2 separate regions of the Mus musculus genome follow, and region 1 is linked to region 2. The links are chromatin contacts, called in public HiChIP or PLAC-seq maps. All regions are on one chromosome and are shown on one strand. The core of a region is the stretch at or near the end of the contact, and the rest is flanking DNA. Distances in the headings are between cores, read along the strand shown.

Region 1 (3,161 bases), core at 407-2,906, 170 kb after region 2:
TTATTCATGAGGCTCCTGGAGGTGACCAGGAAAGCTGCTTAGAGAGTTCAGAAGGTGCAGTAAGATCCATGCCAATACCTGGCAAATACAGAAGTGGATGCTCACAGTCATCTATTGGATGGAACACAGGGCCCCCAATGGAGGAGCTAGAGAAAGTACCCAAGGAGCTAAAGGGATCTGCAACCCTATAGGAGGAAAAACAATATGAACTAAGCAATACCTCCCCAGAGCTGTGACTCTAGTTGCATATGTAAAAGAGGATAGCCTAGTAGGCCATCAATGGGAGGAAAGGCTCTTGGTCTTACGAAGATCATCTGCCACAGTATAGGGGAATGCCAGGGCCAGGATGTAGGAGTGGGTGGGTTGGGGAGCAGGGCAGGGAGAGAGTATAGGAGGTTCCGGGGATAACATTTGAAAACTAAATGAAGAAAATATCTAATAAAATGCCTTAAGTTAATAATAATAATAATAATAATAATAATAATAATAATAATAATAATGATAATAACAATCCCAGTAGTCCTACAGAGTTTTCCCCTGCACACTTAGATGAGATATATATGTTTGAGAGGAAGTAAGTTGATCAACCCTCCAACCACCCATTTTTTTCTTCTATCTTATAAATACATGTTGCAGGGCAGCCTATCTTTGGGGCTGTAGACCTTGCTCACGTGTCTGAGCCAGGGCTTGTCATGAACTCCGGGTGATACCCATCTTTTAACTCTTTCATTAATGATTTCTTGGAGATAACTCAGAGGCTGCTTTTCCTTCTACAAAAGTAAGAGACGCGAAAGCACTGTTGATGAACCTGGAGTGTGTGGCAGTCTCTTCGACGTTCATACCGGCAGTCTACTGGTCTCACTGCTGAGAACCCATCAGCCTGATTGCTTGAAGAAATCCCAATAGTCAGGAAAGAAAGATACTAAAGGTTGGAGGGGGACAGCCACTTCGGCCTCAGACGGGGTCAGAGGTAATGTTCCCAAGAGATGGAATTTTTAAAAATTCTAGAGTTCACAGGTACCCAGATAGAATTCTCAGGTCTAATAATATTGGAAAAATAACAACACAATATTAACAGAAAGCTCCAAACTTTCGAGCAACACCCAAAAGGAAAAAAAAAAAACTCATTTGTAAATAGTTTAACCAAAACTCAAACAAAATATGATTAGAAGAAATAAAAACAATCATTTATAGCTAAAAGGCTAATATAGACAGTATTTACTACTAACGTTCAAACAAACAAACAAAACAAAACAAGAAATTAGAACAACTGTGAGAAACATGAGCCAAGATATAAAGAAATATTGACTCCTAGAAAGAGACCCAGAGTCACACTGGGAACCAAATACATTCACGTGGAAATGATATTTTGAACTTCAAAAAAAGAAAAGAAAGGATTGAGCCTGTCAGAGACACTCCTTGCTGCTTCTGACTTTTCTTGTCCAGGCACATTTATAGACATCCCTTTTGACAATATTTAACCTCAACCTCAGCTAACACATTCAGACTCAATTCCTGCCACACCCAGTGACTGTTACCTAACTCCAGTTGTCTGGGTAACCACTTAGGTTGGGAGCCTGAGGAGGTTTTTAGTCCTCTGTCAGTATTTTCTAGACCAGGCAGTGGCCACAGCAGAGGGATTTAGCTCCACCCAGGATGTTATCTCTGACCTGGGGCATGAGGCTAGTGGAAAGACCTGTGGTCCCCAGGGTCCTCCTCTTGCTATTTGCACTCTGGCTGCTCCTCCTGGTTCCAGTCTGGTGTTCTCAAGGCCATCCTACTTGGCGTTACATCTCATCGGAGGTGGTTATTCCTCGGAAGGAGATCTACCATACCAAAGGACTTCAAGCACAAAGACTGCTCTCATATAGCTTGCATTTTCGGGGCCAGAGACATATCATCCACCTGCGGAGAAAGACACTCATTTGGCCCAGACACTTGTTGCTGACAACTCAAGATGACCAAGGAGCCTTACAGATGGATTACCCCTTTTTTCCTGTAGATTGTTACTATATTGGCTACCTGGAGGGGATCCCACAATCCATGGTCACTGTGGATACTTGTTATGGGGGCCTGTCAGGGGTCATGAAGTTAGATGACCTTACCTATGAAATCAAACCCCTCAATGATTCACAGAGCTTTGAACACCTTGTTTCTCAGATAGTATCTGAGTCTGATGACACAGGGCCTATGAATGCATGGAAGCACTGGAGCCATAATACAGGTTCTCCCTCCTCCAGATTGGAATATGCAGATGGAGCTCCCAGAATATCTAGTAAGAACTACGCTACACATCCAGCTGCTATAAAAGGCCACTTTCAAGCAACCAATTCTGTATATAATTCTGCTGCAGGTGACAAACTTTCATCTACTGTTGGGTATTTGTTTCAAGTCATTAGTTTAATGGACACCTATCTGACCAATCTTCATATGCGGTACTATGTCTTTCTCATGACTGTGTACACCAATTCTGATCCATTTCGACTTGAGTTTGCAGTTCCAGGAGGGTCGGCTTATAATTACTATGTGTCAGTCTTTTATAATAAATTTAAGCCTGATGCAGGAGTTTTACTTAATAAGTATGGGCCACAAGATAACCAGGTTAATCCAGCTGAGAGGAGTATATGTTCTTCCTTAGCCCTAATTTGTATTGGTAAATATGATCGAAATCCTTTATTTTTATCTCCTATAATAACCAATCGTGTTGGAAGGAGTTTAGGCTTAAAATATGATGAGGGGTACTGTGTCTGCCAGAGAAGGAACACCTGCATTATGTTCAGACATCCTCAATTAACAGATGCTTTCAGCAATTGTTCCCTTGCAGAGATAAGCAACATACTTAATACTCCTGGTCTGATGCCATGTCTTTTCTATGACCGTCATGTTTATTATAATACATCATTGACTTATAAGTTTTGTGGAAACTTCAAAGTAGATAACGATGAGCAGTGTGACTGTGGCTCCCAAAAGGCATGTTATTCAGATCCCTGCTGTGGAAATGATTGCAGGTTAACACCTGGTAGCATTTGTGATAAAGAATTATGCTGTGCAAATTGCACTTACAGTCCTTCTGGGACACTCTGCAGACCTATCCAGAACATATGTGATCTTCCAGAGTACTGTAATGGGACTAAATACATTTGCCCAGATGACACTTATCT
Region 2 (3,139 bases), core at 405-2,904:
CGCCCACTCTACAAGAATGGAATGGGAAGACATTGTGGGAAAAAAGGGTAATTTTATTTGCCATACATGAGAAACAGCTCAAATGTGGAAAAAAAAAATCTGAGGCCTTGCAGCAAGCTTAATCCCACCAGGAGAGGGTTGTGCCCCTGGCAAACTTTAGCGTACCTGAGACTCTCAGGAAGAATTGCAGAAGCCAAAGCTTTCAGAGGGCTTTGAAGTATCTTCCTGACAGCTTCTCCTTCCAGATATGCCAGATCTCTTTCCATGAGAAGTCCCTGCCTTTCTCTGTGACCCAGCAGTGACCATGACAGCCAATCTGAGCCACAAACATCCAGTCATCTCCTCTGCAGGGCTCCAGTCTCTCTAGAGTATTGTCTATCTCCCCACAGGCTTCCCACAGAGGCTGCCAAGCTCAAGCCCCATCTGCTAACCCCAGTTCTGCATGAACCCCACAGGTCAGTAGGGACCTTTCCCATCATCTATTGGTCAGTGCAGCCATTGAAGAGAAATAATTAAGCCTCTGTAGGTAGAGTTGACCTGGAGTGCTGGGTCTCTGCTATACCAGAGGCCTTGCCTGATCCTCTAAGGCTCCCCAACCAGTCCTTAGATCTTCACCGTTTGTCAGATATGGGCAGTGTCTCTGTACCCTGGTGTCGTCTCTGGCACTGCTCCCTTATGTGCCCATCACTGTCAGTGTGCTTCCAATGCTGCCTGCTGGGATTGGAGGGCAAAGGGCTCTCGCCTCAGGAGAGCCAGATGAACGGATAAATGAGCCAGTAGATGACGGAATGAGTGGGCCAGTGTGATGATGGCTCAGCAGATAAGGATGCTGAACTCCACTTCTAGGACCCACATGTTGAAGAGAGAGACCTGACTCTTGCAAGTTCTCTGATTTCTCTGTGTTCTATGGCTTGTACTCTCCCACCAACACACACACACACACAAATGCACACGCACACTTCAACAAATGAACAAACAAAAACAAACAAACACCTGAAATAGTGAATAGACAAATGACCATGTTGGGAGGCCAATGTTTCTCAGTATCTGCAACATCACTAGAGATCCTGGATGACACCTTCCCAAAGTCTGTCTACCTCAGCCTACTGAGAAAGTCTTCCTGGAAGGAATGTGGCCACAGGGAGGCTGTGTCCATATTCCTTTCTGGATTTTAGGCTTGATGTTTTCCATCACAGACCCCATCCACAAACCCCTGGGCAGCTCCAGGTAGCATAGGGTACCAAGGCTGGAGACCAATGGCCAGTTTTGGGGATAGAAGCTGCTTGATTTGATCCTGACAGCTTTTCTCCACATGGAAGATAAAAACTGTACAATGATATTTGTGGTACCACTCTAGCAAACCCTTCTATGCCAGGGTTCTCAAACCCTAACCCTGCTGCTTGAATTCATTTATACACAGCAACACAAAGGCATGCCTTCCACATGGCTCTCCTTGGGTGATAGAGGTGTCAACTACAATCCACGGCTCCACACATGCGATGATCTTGTGGCCCTGGAACCTCTGTAGGACGGTTGGTTAATGTTTTTCCCAGCACCAAAGCCACAGTCTGTAAGTCATCCTTGTCATGTGGGTTGCCGTGGTTGCCACGCTTCACAACTCTTTAACAGCCTCTTCACAGACGGCTTCTCAGCAGTAGCATCTGTTTCTAGCTGTGGTAACAAACAGGACACACGCTTGCCCACACCGAAAGCAAGGGCTCAGGCCTGCTCTGTGGCCCAGCAGACGCCATTCCTTCATCTTGAGGACTGAAGCTTCAATTTAGCAGAAACCAGGTCACAGTGTCCAGCTGGAAGGATGTCCAGTCCTCTAAATCTCTAGCTGTGGCTGTTCTGCCTATGCTGGGCTATGCTGGGTGTGACCTGGCTGAGTTTATCCTGTATAGCATACAAGGCCTCAAAAGAAAATTCGGGTGCTAGAAAGATGGCTGAGCAGTTAAGAGTATATGCTGCTTTTGCGAGGACTCCAAGTTTGGTTCTCTGTAACTGGCCAGATGGTTCACAGCCTCCGGGACTTCCAGCTTCAGGAATGAGATGCATTTTCAGACCTTCACTCGTGTACACGTACACACACACACACACACACACACACACACACACACACACACACACACACACACACACGCGCGCGCACGCACACGCACACGCGCACACACACACACACACACACACACACACACACACACACACACACACACGCGCACACATACACACACACACACACACCCCACCGAGAGAAGCAGAGAGATAGACAGAGATAGAATTGGTGGTTAAGGAAAGAAAATGATGTTTTGATTTTTGTTTTTTTTTGTTTTTTTTGTTATTGTAAGGTCCAAACACAACTTGTGGACCCAATGGCATTGGTAACCAGGACAAAAGGAGCCCTGTGAAATGTATATATTCTGTATCTATTCTTTGGATGTAAATAAGTACTTTCTCAGGATATACCTGCTCTAGGAACTTAAAAAAATAAGGTGCAAAGATTTGCTACAGGAAGAGAAAGCCCAGTGCAGGCAACATTAAAAAGGGGCTTTGGACAGCAAGGACCCAGCCCATGGGGTTCTAAGGGGGACAGGATCTCATCAAGGTATGATGGCCTCTGTTACATTCTGGGAAAGTATCTGGCCATGTTCATAAGGAATAGAATAGATTATCTGCTGGAGGAAATTTTAAGTCAGTACCACACTGAGGCTGTGGCATGGCTATGACTCATTTCTCATAAAGTGCTGTCTGGCAAGGATGGGAGCATGAACACCTTCAGCGATGCAGACAGAGAGGAAAAAAGATGTAGTCCTTAAAAAAATCATTACATTTGTGTGTGCAAGTGTGTGTGTGTGTGGTGTTGTGTTTATGTTGAATGTGTCTATGTATGATTGTGTGTGGGTGAATATGTGTGTGAGTGAATATGCGTGTGACTATGTGTATTGTGTGTGTGTTGTGTATAGATGTTTGTGTTGTGCTGTGTATGAATGTGTGTGTGTGTGTGTCTGTGTGTGTGTGGTGTGTATAGATGTTTGTGGTGTACTGTGTGGAATATGTGTGTGATTGTGTGTGGTGTGTGTGTGTGGTGTGTGTTCTGTGTGTGTATGTGTGTGCAGCGTGTATATGTGTGTTGTATTTA

What was found. HiChIP or PLAC-seq counts read pairs in DNA pulled down with a chosen protein or histone mark.
Region 1: a contact with region 2 is called in a RAD21 HiChIP or PLAC-seq map of pro-B cells, with 3 times the contacts expected there. The contact joins the promoter of Adam6b here to the enhancer-like site in region 2. A contact is called at or near these places in 2 of 15 datasets of contacts at CTCF or cohesin (large pre-B cells and pro-B cells), 2 of 115 datasets of contacts at active chromatin or transcription factors (large pre-B cells and regulatory T cells) and 4 of 9 other capture datasets (adipose tissue, liver, macrophages and 1 more).

The regions. Positions count from the first base shown.
Region 1 is chr12:113,487,909-113,491,069 of GRCm38.p6, forward strand. It overlaps Adam6b (a disintegrin and metallopeptidase domain 6B), which reads left to right and starts at 1,657. Exons shown (of 1, transcript NM_001009545.1): 1 at 1,657-3,161. The coding sequence starts at 1,657. It also overlaps Igh.
Region 2 is chr12:113,319,632-113,322,770 of GRCm38.p6, forward strand. It overlaps Igh. Among named protein-coding and RNA genes, the nearest start is that of Gm25622, 110 kb to the left of the region's middle. Within about 2 kb of position 1,655, at least 31 of the 459 cell types and tissues checked have an H3K27ac peak or open chromatin away from gene starts, as enhancers often do. A contact at or near this core is called in pro-B cells, where this site is marked.